2 separate regions of the Mus musculus genome follow, and region 2 is linked to region 1. The links are chromatin contacts, called in public Hi-C maps. All regions are on one chromosome and are shown on one strand. Each heading gives the region's core, a stretch centred on a gene start, on an enhancer-like site or on the middle of the called end of the contact. The rest is flanking DNA. Distances are from core to core; before and after follow the strand shown. Region 1 overlaps Efemp1 (epidermal growth factor-containing fibulin-like extracellular matrix protein 1). Region 2 has its middle 78 kb from the start of Pnpt1.

Region 1 (7,925 bases), core at 3,796-6,295:
GTAGTTAAGAAGTGAGAATGCAGTCAATGCTCACCACTTATCTATTCCCACTGGGAAACATAGTCTCTATATCAAAACTCTTAGAAATTTATTTTGACTCATCTATGGCTAATTTTTTAATGTTCTCAAAGTACATAAAAACACTTTGTATTCCATACAATGGTATTCACTTTTTTAAAAATTTAGTCATGTTACTTTTATTTTCTCTTTATTTCTGAATAATTTTTGTTGATTCTTTCATTTTCTGAGAGAAATTCATTAAAAATCTTACCATGATTGTGTTTTGTTATTTTTTATCCTTAACTTTTGTTGTTAGTACTGTTCCCAATTTATGCCGTAATGAGTTTTCCCTTCAAGGTCAATGTTATCTAATATTAAAATTACAAAGCTAAACTTTTTCTTATTAAATATAGTACATTTTATTTCTCTTTTTTCATATACTTACAGTTAAATTGCATTAATTGAACAGTATACTCATGTTCTTTGATTAAGTGACAATTTTAAATTTTATGTTATTATTACTGTTATTGTATGTATCTAATATGAGCAACATGACATAAACACTATGAGCTTGGTTCTTCTACCTCTACATGGTTCCAGAAACTGAACTCATCTGCTAAGCTTTCAAATCAAGCATTTTTATTACTGAACCTTCCATCTGCTCAATTTTTGTTATCTTTAGAGATAGCATGTCATCCACTTCTATTCACACATAAATAAATATGTGTAAAACTTGAACAACCATCCTACTATCTGCTGTCTACAGACCTTGCATATACCAACTTCTTTTTTCTCTTTTTTGACAAAGTATTACTATAGCTTTATGTTTCCCCTAGAGATTTTTTAAATATGCATCCTGACTTATCAAAATCCAAAGTAAATTGGAAGTTTTCAACTTTCCTGAACAGTAAACGTATCTTAAAATACAGGAAAAAGAATATTTAAGCTCTACCTGTCCTACTGCCAACCCACACACATTTTAAAATATTTTAAATGTATATGGTATGTGTGTTTGTATGCACTCATGTTCGTATGTGTTTGTGTGCATATGTGTTGTTATTCATATTTATGAGTTTTCACATCTGAAAATACAGGAGCCCCTGCCTTCCAAGCATAGAAGACCTCAGCTGTCAGTCTCTGTCTTCCGTTTGTTGTGAGTTTTGTGTTGCTTACTACTGTGAAAGTCAGTCTATCTGGCTCTTGAGCTTTGGAGCCTTCTCTTGTCTCTGCATCTTAGCTCACCACAGTCCTACTGAGGGGACAGAAATGACTACTATGTCTGGCTTTTATATGGTTCCCAGGGATCCAAACTCTGGTTCTTACACCTTCCTAGCAAGAGATTTATCCCCTGAGCCAACTTCCAGCCATTTATTTTAAATATTTTATAAATCACATATATTCCTTTATATTTTAATTTTCAGTGTCTTATGCCTCTGAAAAACTAATTATTTTTAAGGATATTATTTATTTTTTATTTTATGCATGAGTACTCTATCTGCATCTATGCCTGCATGACAGAAGATACCATTGCAGATGGCTCTGAGCTACCGTGTGGTTGCTGGGGATCGAACTCAGGACGTCTAGCAGAGCAGACAGTGCTCTTAGCTACTGAGCTATCTCTCCAGCCCTGAAAAACTAATTATTGTTTTCTACAACCATTATTTACTTCAATTTGCCCACACATCTATCCTCTAGTACTCTTTATTCTGAAAAATTCTGAATCTAAAACAGAAATATAGAGAAGTAGTTGCAACATTTTTGAGTTTCACACACCTAACCATTTCCCTTAACACTTTTTACATTTGGAAGTCAGAAAAATATATAAGGGATATTGTGTGTAAATATCATATGTAATGAAGTGGGCAGGAAAATATAATCAATAAGATACCATGCTCTGAAATCAAGAGTCACAAATGAGCACTTTTAAAAAGCCATTAGACCTTTAATGAGTTGGACAAATAATGCCAAGTTACATTTACCATTTGGCAGTGTGCTTAGCAGGAACAAAATCTACTTAATGTTGAATGAACAACAAGAATACAACTGGTCTCATGTAATTAGGAGGTCACAAGGCCATGCTTGTTATTATTGGCATTGCCATAGCCAGGAGCTTGTGTGCTCCAAGTGATGGTTTCCCTGAAGGAACAAGTTGGGAATGTGTGTACTTTTGGTTGTGGGTACTGAGTAATCCAGCTTTAAGGACTTCAGGAAGGAGACCAAAACTCAAGTCACATTGCTCATGGCAGATTCAGTAGGCTCAGGAAGTGGAGTTGCTCTCTATTTAGCTTATCACTCTCCAGAGTTTGACTTGGGGGCCAAAAAATGGCCAATTGGAGACACCAGCAAAACACAACTGGATATAAATACATCATACAAAGGTAGGATCATAATCACTCCCAAGAACATCAATTTTTAAACCAAATTGCATAGAACAAATTTGAATTGTCACACAAAGGGGTTTTCATTCCTAGAACTGAACTACCCAAAGACAAAGACTGGTAGCATTGCTTATTTCAAAAAAGTTATCTTCCCCAAGGTTACAATTGGATCAAATGGGCACAGAATTCCCTATTCTAGGGCATCTTTCCCTAAACATATTTGTTGAGTAATTATGTTTGAGAAAAAAAGAGCTCATCTGAGTATGACACATTCACACAGATGCCTGAAAGCACCCCAATTCTGCAGTATTTATCTGTAGAAAATGTTGCTTTAGTGCTCTGGGTGTGGTCAGCCTCACTTTGCCAGTGCACAAAGACACTAAAGAATGAGCACTTGATCCTTTGTTTTCTTGCTACTCTTTCATTTCAGCCAGTGACTTAATGAGTACATTTGTTTTGTGGATAGTACAGATAAAACAGATTCAACATTCATGTGAACCAGTTGGTTTTCTTCTCACGTTTATTGATGATATGATGAAGCCCATCTAGCCAGCTTGTACATGAAATCTCTCATTCTATGGGAATGTCAGTGAGCAAGGGTCCATTGTCAATGAAAATCCACCGTCACTATTGAAGGATCAGCCCTGACACATGTGCATGTTCTTTTCCACATGGGAACAACATATCATAAAATTCTACAGAACACTTGATTTGGTTACCTTCTAAACCAAAAACTGAACCATCAAGAGGACAAAAAGCTGATTTTAATGATTTTTTTATATATCATTTAAGGCACACCAAATTGTTGCCTATGTTTTGCCAGAATTGATAAGAATCTAGAACTATAAATCTACTCTGGCCTTGATGATGACAGTTCTCCTTTGTCAGTAAATATCTCTTTCTCCACTAGAACTGCTTAGCTTGGGTAAATTCTTACTGAGATTTTCAGAAGAGTAAAAAGCTAACTGGAACTGGGCCTTTTGCCCAGATAAATCTGATCTCAACTCTATAAACGAAGCAAAGGGAAACAGAAAATCTTTGACAAAAATTGTTGATAACTGACTAAAAACTGGGAAGAGAAACAGAAAACACAGAGAGCTAGGAATCTAACTCTAAATAAAAGAAACACGGGGACCAACATAGGTATGACACAATTAACAATACTCTCTAATCCTGAGAAAAAATTTAAATACACAGGACAGCAGCACATCCTTTGCTATCCCACAGCTCATAGTAGAGAAGTCTCCAGCAAACTACACTACAAGGAACAAAGGGAAACTTTGAGTGGAGCTGAACCTCAGTGTTGGAACCAACACTCAGTTTTTAGTAACACCAGGAAGCTGATTCTATATCTAAATGCCATGCTCCATTCTCTCCTGTTAACTGCATATCATAGAACATCTGTTTCATGCGGCTCCTTGGAGTAAGAGCATTAGAAATCCAACTTCTTTAATAACATCTTTCCATAATATCTTTCTGGAGTTACAGAGACAAAGTTTGGAGCTAAGACAAAAGGATGGACTATCCAGAGACTACCCCACCCGGAGATCCATCCCATAATCAGCCACCAAACCCAGACACTATTGCATATGCCAGAAAGATTTTGCTGAAGGGACCCTGTTATAGCTGTCTCATATGAGGCTATGCCAGTGCCTGGCAAACACAGAAGTGGATGCTCACAGTCATCTATAAGATGAAACACAGGGCCCCCAATGGAGAAGCTAGAGAAAGCATCCAAGGAGCTGAAGGGGTCTGCAACCCTATAGGTGGAACAACAATATGAACTAACCAGAACCCCCAGAGCTCCTATCTCTAGCTGCATATGTAGCAGAAGATGGCCTAGTCGGCCATCACTGGGAAGAGAGGCCCCTTGGTCTTGCAAACTTTATATGCCCCAGTACAGGGGAATGCCAGGGCCAAGAAGCAGGAGTGGGTGGGTAGGAAAGCAGGGCGGGAGCAGGGGGAGGGTATAGGGAACTTTCAGGATAGCATTTGAAATGTATATAAAAAATATCTAATTTTTTTTAAAAGAACCATTATTAAAAGTAGGTTTTGAAAAAAATATCTTTCCATATAGCAAAGTGTGTATCTACTTGATGCCAATTTGTTTTAGAATTTTAAGAAATGTCTACAAAAAGCTGTATTACTACTTTCTTCTAGATAGATTTCAATCATCAACTTTAACGGCTTACCAAGACTGTAATTACAAGTAGGCACTACTAAGTAAAGCAGATATGGAACACAATGTCCTTAGGTATTGTTGTGACTTTCTTATCTTCTAGGATAATTTTGAATATAAAACCAATTCTCCAAATCCTTAAAGCCCTCATCCACTCAACTCCTCTTACTGAAAACGTTTACTGATGCCAGAGCTTGACCCCCTTTCTCCTTTGTTTGTTTACTGATGGTCTACAGTGACTTCTTCAAAAGTAGTTGGGAATCATTTCTTAAACTAATGCAGCACAAAACCAGTGAACTGAAGTGTCACTACTGAGCACTCAAACCGCAGGTTACCCTTGCCCATAAAACACAATGAAGTGACTCCATGTCGTGGTAAGTTATCAAATTATGGAAAGAACATTGCAGAGATTAAAACGTTGCATAAGAGAGGGAGCAGGGTGAGTCAGGGATTTGGAAACTATGAGTCAGAATACAGGAAAGGAGCCAAACTCAGAGAACAAAGGCCTAAGAAGGAGCCTAAGGGACACCAATGAATGGACACTATTCCTATATTAGCTGTGCAACAATGTCAGATTTGTGGTGCCACTGACTAGGGGCCAGCCTGTTAGAGAGCTCACCAAAGATTATTATGTTGGATTATTTAAAGCACCAAGAAGATGGAGACCTACCATTTTATAAACCACAAAAACGGAAATGTAGATGTGTGTGTGTGTGTGTGTGTGTGTGTGTGAAAATTACTAAATAATGCCCTTAGCTAATCTCCATATATCAGAATGATTAAAAGTATTGTAGGATTTTAGGAATCACATTCCGTTATTTGCCTCCCTCCCCCTCCCCCCCCCCAACCTTGGTAATGTTAACATTAGTCCATGGCTGCTTCTTTAAGAGTTATGTGCTATGGTGTTCAATACAAACCCTCAAAAATCTCACATTAAAGTCTCTGAATTTGTCTAATGACTTGAGCAAACATTTTATGAGCACAGTTTGCCAGACGCAGCACCAGGTTTCTCACATACATCTCCTACAATCATGCTGACTTCAGAACGCTGCCATTCTCTGCAGTTCCTGGGTCTCTTTCTGTGGGGCCTGTCTTCTAAGAGACAGCTTCCTCCCCATACCAGCTCATCACCTTTGAATTGCCCTTCAGAACCTGCCTCCTCAGCAAAGCTTCTGCTCACTCTCAGTGATACACTCAGTCCATGAGACTCCTGTGGCTCAGTTAACTGCTCTACCTTGCTCCCAGTCAGAGGCAAATGCTGCTCACTCTGAATGATGCAGTCTTTTTTTTTTTAATTTTATTTTATTTTAAACTCCAAATTTTATTCCCCTCCTGGTCCACCCTCTAACTGTTCAAAATCCCATACCTCCTCTCTGCACCCCTGTCTCCACGAGGATGTTCCCACCCCCACCCCCACCTCACCAGACCTATAAACTCCCTGGGGCCTCCAATCTCTTGAGGGTTAGGTGCATCTTCTCTGACTAAACATAGACCTGGCAGTCCTCTGCTATATATGTGTTGGGTGGCCTCATATCAGCTGGTGTATGCTGCCTGGTTGGTGTTCCAGTATCAGAGATCTCAAGGGTCCAGGTTAATTGATATTGCTGTTCCTCCTACAGGGTCACCCTCCTCCTCAGCTTCTTTCAGTCTTTCCCTAATTCAACCACAGGGATCAGCAGTTTCTGTCCATTGGTTGTATGCAAATATCTGCATCTGACTCTTTTAGCTGCTTGTTGGGTCTTTTGGAAGGCAGTCATGCTAGGTCCTGTTTTGTGAGTGCTCCAGAGCCTCTGTAATAGTGTCAGGCCTTGGGGCCTCCCCTTGTGCTGGATCCCAGTCTTAGTGACTCTTCTTCATGCAAGAGTCCTACGTTGTTGCCAGTCAAAGGCAAATTGTTGATTCTGCTGTGCTCCTTGGCTCTTACCTGTTATTCTGTCTTATGAATTTTATTTCCATAACCTAAAACACTAGGTCTTACTTTCTGTGAACTCTGAACACCAATTCCCAGGAAACAGTAATGATTCATTCATCCATTAATTGGGTAAACATTTACTGAAAATCCATCACTTTTCATGCATTGTAGTCAGCAGGAAAAAATGAGCTTAACTGTCAAGGACAAATGATCGATAATTAAAAACAAAAACAGAAAACCCTTTCCCCAGAGTACTTGCTCCTAGATTCTCAGGAAAACATGGCTGACCTGAGTCATTTTCCTGTCAAATAAAGCAGGGCATTGCCCATGCAGATGTAAGAAGTTAATTTTGCCTACAAACAACAGAGTCAAAAGCAATGACTGTGCTGCAGTGGCTTAGTGAGCAACGGCTCATACTGCACCTTCTGATAATAAAGAAATACAGGCAAGTAAAAAAGGAGCACAAGAGAGTTTAGAAACATGGTTTAACATGACTGTGTGGGTGTGTAAACAAGCAATAATGGGTCTTCAAAATAATAGCATTATGGCATTTAAATAGATAGTTTAAGTAAAAACAGTCCACAGACATTCAGCCTGTTGATATTCTTCAGCATTAAATAACTTGCTAACTGTGGGGGCTCAGGAGAATGAATATTCTACACTGTAATCAGAGCGGCTATAAACACAAAAGTAGATGAAGCTGCTTTTAGCATTTATAAGTCCTGGTGAATGGAAAGTGTCATTTGTCAGTTAACTTGTGATCAAAGTGAGTCCCATCTCAGCTTTCCTTTGTTTTGGGTAAAGAAATTAAACAATGTAGTAGGAGTGGCAGTACTAGTAGTATTTGGGACTTTGCTTTTATTAAATTTCTGTAACTCACCAAATATTTTTGTTAAATAATTCTTTTCAGAAGCTAAATAAAGCAGACTTTTAGGAAGGTGCTGTGCAGGTTTGTATGCTCAAAACCTTTTTCGTGATACATTGATCCCAGTGGAAATGTTAGTCTATCAAAGACACTCCAAACATATGATGGGAAAGTAGGAAAAAAAATGCAGGATATGAAGAACACGATTGGGTGGAGGTAGTTTGCATAGCGTGGTTGCAAAAATAAAAGCCTCTGTCACTGACCAGACCTCCCTCAGCAGTGTCAAGAGGCCCAAGTCCTTGATCTCTGGCCAGCCTGGACAGAGGGAACTTGCCACAGCTGAATCTAGCAGGGTTGTATCTCTCAGGGCTGTTATCACTGCAAATGTTGGCAAATGATCCTGACATAAAACAATAGGAATTCTGCATTAGCATGTTATAAAGCTCCAAAGAATCCCCAGTAGAAAGGTTTTCATCAAGTGTGTTTGAGAAAATAATGAGGCATGAAAGGCAGCAGTAACTTCCCAGCAGAGTTGCTGCTCCAGGGCCTTGCACCTAGAAAGGTCATTTTGTGGTGGATTGGGAAATAGCA
Region 2 (7,925 bases), core at 2,627-5,126, 150 kb after region 1:
ATTTCCCTGATGACTAAGGATGTTCAACATTTTTTCAGGTGCTTCTTGGCCATTTGAGATTTCTCAGTTGAGAATTCTTTGTTTGGCTCTGTACCCATTTTTAATAGGATTACTTGAGTCTCTGGAGTCTATCTTCTTGAGTTCTTTGTATATATTGGATATTAGCCCTCTTTTGGATTTAGGATTGGTAAAGATCTTTTGCCAATCTGTTGGTTGCTGTTTTGTCCTATTGACAGTGTCCTTTGGTTTACAGAAGCTGTGCAATTTTATGAATTTTATGGATGGTTTTGGCTTCTCTGTCAAAGATCAAATGTGGGTCTATTTCTGGGTGTTCAATTCTATTCCATTGAGCTACCTGCCAATATCTGTACCAATACTATGTGATTTTTATCAATATTGCTCTGTAGTACAGTTTAAGGTCAGTGATTCCCCTAGAAGTTCTTTTATTCTTGAGAATAGTTTTCACTATCCTGAGTTTTTTGTTATTCCCAGATGTATCTTTTTACCTATGTTAAAAATTGAGTTGGAATTTTGATGGGTTTTTGCATTGAATTTGTAGGTTGCTCTAATAAAAGCAATATACAGCAAACCGATAGCCAACATCAAACTAAATGGTGAGAAACTTGAAGCAATCCCACTAAAATCAGGGACAAGACATGGCTGCCCACTCTCCCCCTATCTATTTAATACAGTTCCTGATGTTCTAGCCAGAGCAATTAGACAACAAAAAGAGGTCAAAGGGATACAAATTGGAAAGGAAGAAGTCAAAATATCAATACTTGCAGATGATATGATCGTATACTTAAGTGACCCCAAAACTTCCACCTGAAAACTCTTACAGCTCATAAACAACTTCTGCAAAGTGGCTGGATATAAAATTAACTCAAACAAATCAGTAGCCTTCCTCTACTTAAAGGATACACAGACTGAGAAAGAAATTAGGAAAATGACACCTTTTATAATAGTCACAAATAATATAAAATATCTTGGTGTGATTCTAACCAAACAAGTGAAAGATCTATATGACAAGAACTTCAAGTCTCTGAAGAAAGAAATTGAAGAAGATCTCAGAAGATGCAAAGATCTCCCATGCTCATTGACTGGCATAATTAACATAGTAAAAAAATGGCCTTAAATCTTTACTGTGATACTTTCCCTGTACTGTTCCACATCCTGTCAACTATAATATACTCTGATTAATCTTCTGTGCCCAAATATATAATTTAAGCCTTGCTCAAACACCACAATCATGAGTATGTCATGTTATCTGCTATACCTTGTCATCATGAATACATAAGAAGAGATCACCTCAGCTCAGGAAAGAGTGATATTTCCATGACACAGACACAAGGGGAAATGTGGTATTCTAAATGAGAGATGTCCCTCATGGGTTCCTAGATGGTAGTGCTATGCCAGGAAGCATTTGTGAACCCAAAAGACCACCAAGGAGCCATTTTCAATGTAATCATATTAGTGTCTTTTTATTACAAATGAGTTTGGGCTTACCATTGAGCCACAAAACTGTTTGGTGAAGCAGCCCTGAACTCTCATCAGGACAAGGTTTTATAGGAAATTGAAGTAAGTAAGGGAGTCCAGCCTGGCAAGCCTTTAATTTAATGGCTGTTGTAAGTGGACAAGTGGGAGCTCTGAAGAAAGACCATATACAATCACAAATGGTCTGAAAGTATATCTGAAACAATCAGAATAATCTTTAATTGACTGTTGGAAGTAGCTAGGGAGTAACTCTGGCCAAGGGCAAGACCTTCCTGGTATGTGGATGCAGCTTGGGTTCTGCTCTAGGTCAAGTTCTCAGGCTTTTTTTTTTTTTCCTTTAAGATGGAGGCCAGTCCCAAGATGGAGGTTTGGCCTCTCAGTAGCATTGTTTCTAAATATAATGGATCATTTAAGAGGCATGGCCTCACTGGAGAAAGTAGGGGGTGGGCTTCTGAGTTTTATAGCTTTACTCTAATTCCTGCCCTCCCTCTCTCCTTATATATTGATGAAAATGTAACCATCCAACTTCCTGATTCTGCTGTGTCAGGAAATGTTTGTGAACCCCTCAAAAAAAAAAAAACCAACAAGGAGCTGATCTAGATGCAATTGCATTAGGGTCTCTTTATTCAATCTCAAGTTTGGGCCACACCACTGTCTCTCAAGCAGGAGAACAAGAAGCAGCCCCCAAGCCCAGTTTCAAGCAAATATATATAGAGGCAAGAATAGGGTATCTAGCCTGATACATATCTGGTTGGGGGGCCCATTATGGCCTTTAATTGGCTGGTGCTAGGAGCCAAATATAAACTTAACTTCAGCAATTTTCTTAATTGGTGGTTGTTAGAAAGTAAAGTGACAGGGATGGGCTTGTAACCTGGGGGGTGTAGATTTGTTGGGGAATAACCTGGAAACTGGTGTTAGATGCAGGTATTGTTGGGGGACAACTTGGAAGCTGGTGCTAGATACAGGTTTTGTTGGGGGTTAACCTGGAAACTGGTATTAGGTACTGGCCTGTTAATTAACTCAAGTTCAATGTTAGGTCAGGTTCTCTAAGATGGAGTCTGAATCAAAAAAAAATCTGGTCTCTCACTCCTACCATCATGTTGTCCCTTCCTGGCCAATATGGACTGTCCTTCTGGAAGTGTATTCCAAAATAAACTCTTTCTTCTATGAGTTGCTTTTGGCCACCTGTGTATTCACAAGAAGTGACCTGACCTCCCTGATTTAACCAGGGCAAATGCATAGTAGTTGATTCTTTCTTTGGGTCTCTTGCTAGACATGGCTGGAGAAATGATATCAGTAATCATAACCGCCATTCGAACTTGGACTTAGACGTGTAGTATTCTCTACCTAATCCTAATCCTTTATTCAAGTCATATCTTCCAATTTTTAACTTCAGAATACACAGGATAACATGAGGAGGACAGATAATCACCCAAAGATCAAACCCTTTTAGCTTCTTGCCCAAATGGGAAGGCATAGCAGCCTTGTGAATTGGGTGAAGTTCAAAGGCAAGTTTCTCTGTATGCCTGAATAAAACACATTCAGAGTCATTCCAGCCCTACTGTCTCATATTTTTTTAATGTATGTATTAGGAAAATTGATCCCAGATACAATTACTACCTCACAAGGCATAACTTAGAGTCTATAAACAGGGGGAGATGACTTATTTTCCCAGTTTACCCATAATTGTAGCATATTTTAAAAATTAAATTAAAATTTTAAATAAAACTTATCCTGGGGCTGTGCACTTTTCCAGAGGACCTAAATTCAATCCCTGTCACTGGCTGGCTCACAATCATCAGGAACTTCAGTTCTAAGAGATGTGATGTCATTCTTCTGGCCACCACTAACATCACACACACAGCACTTACCCACACAGTTACATGAATATATATATAAATACAAATAACAAGGATAAATATCTCAATAAAAGTTGGAAATGACTCTTACAAAACATTTTCTTAAAAACCTTCCAAAAGATCCTAATGAGCCAGACATGTGGACTACATCTTTAATCCCAATACTCAAAATGCAGAGTCAGGAGGACCTCTATGAATTTGAGGCCAACGCTTGTCTACATAGCAAGTTTCAGGACAGGGGCTGCATTATGAGATGCCCCACCCCCTTCAAAAAAAACAAAAAACAAAACAACAAAAACACAACAACAAGAAGAACAAGAAAAACCTAATGGTTTGCAAAAGTCAGTACTAACTTTTTAAAAAATAAAGTGAGTTTGAAAACCCCAAGATTGCTTTTGTTTTAACTAGCTCAGCCAAAAGAAAACCCTCCCAATCTTCCTTGAAAGAAAGCTGCAGCAGAACAACAAACAGATCACAAGCTTGGCAAGGGTTTGGAAATAACGATGGTTCAGATTCCAAGGAACTCAGAGCTGAGCTTTATGCCTAAACAGAACCTCATTAAGCACAAAGTGTACTAAGCACAGTGTACCCTACAGTGATAAAATCAGAACTCTCAGCATATGAGACAGTAGGGCTGGAATGACTCTGAATGTGTTTTATTCAGGCATACAGAGAAACTTGCCTCTGAACTTCACCCAGTTCACAAGGCTGCTATGCCTTCCCGTTTGGGCAAGAAGCTGAAAGGGTTTGATCTTTGGGTGATTATCTGTCCTCCTCATGTTATCCTGTGTATTCTGAAGTTAAAAATTGGAGGATACAACTTGAATAAGTAGGATTAGGTAGAGAATACTACACGTCTAAGTCCAAGTTCAAATGACAATTATGATTACTGATATCATTTCTCCAGCCACGCCTAGCAAGAGACTCAGCAGGTACTTCAGATTCATTTGCTAATGTTTTAGTTTCAAAAGTATTTTTTTTGATAGAAAGTCTGTGTTTAAGTAGTAAGTTATATAAGGCAGTGATTGTGTTGAAGAAATGCAATTAAAATTAAAAGTAAAAAATCCAACTTTAAAAAATCAAAGAAGAAGATAAACAGAGATGATGATAAAAATCACATAATGAGGAAATCCACAAATCAGGACCAGGACATTTCCACAGAAGAATAGGAAGACAACAGAAAAGGGATTGGGAGGATATAAACAAAGGGAAATAAAGGACAAAGAGGCAGTAATGAAGAAAAGGGTATGGACACGCAGGACTAGAGTAAATGAGGGACCAAAGCAAAGCAAGAACACACTGATGTCTCTAGAAGTCCCTATATCTCTGACAAAATAATGATGGAAATATTAATTGAATAGGATGAAATATATTTAACTATGTTCATGTGCTGGAAAATATAAGTCAGACTTTTAAACTATCAACAATAATTATGCTTTATAAGCATATAAGAAAATTGACAATGTTGATATGCATGTACTAATATAGAAAAAATATGTTAAGTATTTAGAAGTTCCATAGAGGTAAATGCTCATGAAAAGACCCAACCAAGGACATTGAAGATTCCTCTTAGAAAATACAAGTACTTTCAAAAAGCCATCATTCTTTGTCAGTCATAGTTTATATGTCTAAGCCTGTGAGACAGGGTCAATATTCATAGGCTTCTAGGGGATATAATAAAATATGATAATATGGAATAACTAACACATTTATAAAGCAAAGCAAGTAAGAAGGAAAAAAGCCCAAGAAAAAATACAAGAAACAGTTATATGTAGAAACTTACTAGTATGAACATGAAGGATCCCATAAAACTCTAAACTGAGAGACATAATATATACACAAAGACTTGAAAAATAAGAACATAAAAAACAAAGAAGTAAATTAATAACAAAACACATAAATAAACTAAATAAATAAAATAACAGTTCCATCCACTTTCCTGGGAATTTCGGGATTTTGATGATTTAATGGGAAGAAATGGGGAGTAGAAAGAAAGGAAAACATACTCAAAGATTTATTATCTGATAAAGAAATTTATTTTCAATTAAAGGAAAGGTAATACTCCATTGTGTGTTACCATATTCTTTATTTATTAATCTGTTGAAGGACTTCTAAGTTGTTTTCAATTTCTAGATATAATGAGTAGAGCAGCAATGACCATGGCTGAGCAAGTGTCTCTGTGGTGGGATGAGCATACCCAAGTGATAAAGCTCGATCATGAGGTAGAGCAATTCGCAACTTCTTGTTCCCAGCAGCAACGGATGAGTGTTTCCCTTACTCCACATCCTTGCCAGCATGAGCTGACGCTTTTTTCGTTGATCTTAGGCATTTTTATGGGGGCAAAATAAAATCTCATTGTAATTTTGATTTGCATTGATTTAATGCTTAAGAATGTAGAGCATTTCTTTAAGTGTTTTTTTGGTCATTTGAGTTTCCACTATTGATAATTCTCTGTTCGCATTTGAATCCAATTTTTTAGCATAGGGTTATTTGTTTTCTGAAATTGAGTCTCTAGACTTATTTATATATATTTTGGATATTATCCCTCTATCAGGTGTGGACTTGCTAAAAAAAAAAAAAAAATCTTTTCCCATTCTGTAGGCTGAAGTTTTGTCTCACTAATGAGGTTCTTTGTCTTACAGAAACATTTTAGTTTCATGAGGTCCAAATTATTAATTGATGATCTTAGTGTCTGTGCTAAAGGTATTCTGATCAGAAAGTCTTTGGCTGTACCAGTGAGTTCAAAGCTATTGCCCACTTCTCTTTTATCAGGTTCAGTGTATCTGGTTTTATGTTGAGGTCTTTGATCCATTTGGAGTTGAGTTTGTGCAGGGTGATAGATTTGGATCTATTTGCATTCTCCTATACGCAGACATCCAGTATGAACAACATCATTTGTTGAAGATTCTGTCTTTTTTTCCAGGGTATATTTTATCCAACTTCTTTATCAAAAACCAGGTGTCCATAGGTGTGTGGATTTATGTCTGGGTCTTCAGTTCAGTTCCATTAATAGGTGTGTCTGTTTTTATGCCAATGCCATTTTGTTTTTATTACTATAGCTCTGTAGTAAAACTTGGGGTAAGGGAAGGCAATACCTCCCACAGTTTATCTTGTTATTCAGGATTGCTTTAGTTACCCTGGATTTTTTTTACTTCTCCATATAAAGTTAAGAACTTTCCTTTCAAGGTCTGTGAAGAATTGTGTTGGAATTTTGATGGGAATAGCATTGAATATGTAGATTGCTTTTTGTAAAATGGCTATTTTTACTTTGTCAATCCTACCAATCTATGGGCATGGAAGATCATTCCATATTCTGATATGTTCTTTAATTTCTTACTTCAAAGACTTGAAGTTTTTATCGTACATGTCTTTCAGTTGCTTGGTTAGAATTACTCAAGATATTTTATATTATTTGAGACTATTCTGAAAGATGTTATGTCCCTTATTTATTTCTCAGCCCATTTGTCACTTGTTCATAGGAGAGTTGGGGGGGTGGTTGTGGGTTAATTTCGAATCTGGCTACTTTGCTGAAAGTGTTTATACCTATAGAATTTTTAGGGTCCCTCATGCATACTATCATACCATGTGCAAATAAAGATACTTCAACTTCTTTCTTTCCAATGTATATCCTCTTGATTATCTTCAGTTGCCTTATTGTTCTAGCTGAAATTTCAAGTACTGAATAGAATATGTATGAGGGGAATGGACAGCCTTGTCTCGCTCCTGATTTTAGTGAAATTTCTTTGAGTTTCTCTCCATTTATCTGATGTTAGCTATGTGCCTGTTGCAAACTGAGCTTAATATGATTAGGTATGTCCTTTGTATCCCTCATCTCTCTAGGACTTTCATCATGAAGTTTTGTTGAAATTTTGTCAAAGGCCTCTTCTGCATCTAATGAAATGATCATATGCTTTTATTTTCCTTTCAGATTGCTTATGTAGTAGATTGTATTTATTCTCATATATTTCATATTTAATAATATTCATATATTCATATTCCATATAGATTCCCTGCATCTTGAGGATAAAGTATACTTGATCATTGTGATCTTTTTTATGTATTCTTGAAATTGGTTTCATAGTATTTTATTGATTATTTTTGCATTTGTGCACATAAAGAAGATTGGTCTGTAATTCTCTTTTTGTTGTTGTTGTATATTTATATGATTTAGAGTTGGTAACTGTGGCCTTAATAGAATGACTTGAGCAGTGTTCCTTCTATTTCTATTTTGTGGAATAATTTGAAGAGTATTGTCATTAACTCTTGTTTGAAAGTCTGGTAGAATTGTGAACTAAAACCATCTGGACCTGAGTTTTTTGGATGGGAAACTTTAAATGACTGCTTCTATTTCACTGGGAGCTATCGGTCTGTTTAAATCGTTTATCTCATCTTGATTTAATTTTGATAAGTGTTAGATATATTTACATATGGAAATTTATCCATTTCTTTTTGGTGTTTCAATTAGGTATAGCACAGGTTTGTAAAGTATGCCTTTATGATTCTCTTGTTTTCCTCAATGTCTGTTGTCACACACCACTTTTCATTTCATATTTTAATTTGGATATTCTCTCC

Evidence for each region. A called contact is a pair of places that touch in the nucleus more often than the background predicts.
Region 2: a Hi-C map of uterus shows a contact between it and region 1. The contact joins two enhancer-like sites. A contact is called at or near these places in 1 of 484 Hi-C or Micro-C datasets (uterus) and 1 of 9 other capture datasets (pancreatic islet).

Annotation. Positions count from the first base shown.
Region 1 is chr11:28,901,461-28,909,385 of GRCm38.p6, forward strand. All of the region lies in intron 4 of Efemp1 (epidermal growth factor-containing fibulin-like extracellular matrix protein 1), which reads left to right. Among named protein-coding and RNA genes, the nearest start is that of Efemp1, 52 kb to the left of the region's middle. Within about 2 kb of position 5,046, at least 83 of the 459 cell types and tissues checked have an H3K27ac peak or open chromatin away from gene starts, as enhancers often do. A contact at or near this core is called in uterus, where this site is marked.
Region 2 is chr11:29,048,940-29,056,864 of GRCm38.p6, forward strand. No RefSeq gene overlaps it. Among named protein-coding and RNA genes, the nearest start is that of Pnpt1, 78 kb to the right of the region's middle. Within about 2 kb of position 3,877, at least 9 of the 459 cell types and tissues checked have an H3K27ac peak or open chromatin away from gene starts, as enhancers often do. A contact at or near this core is called in uterus, where this site is marked.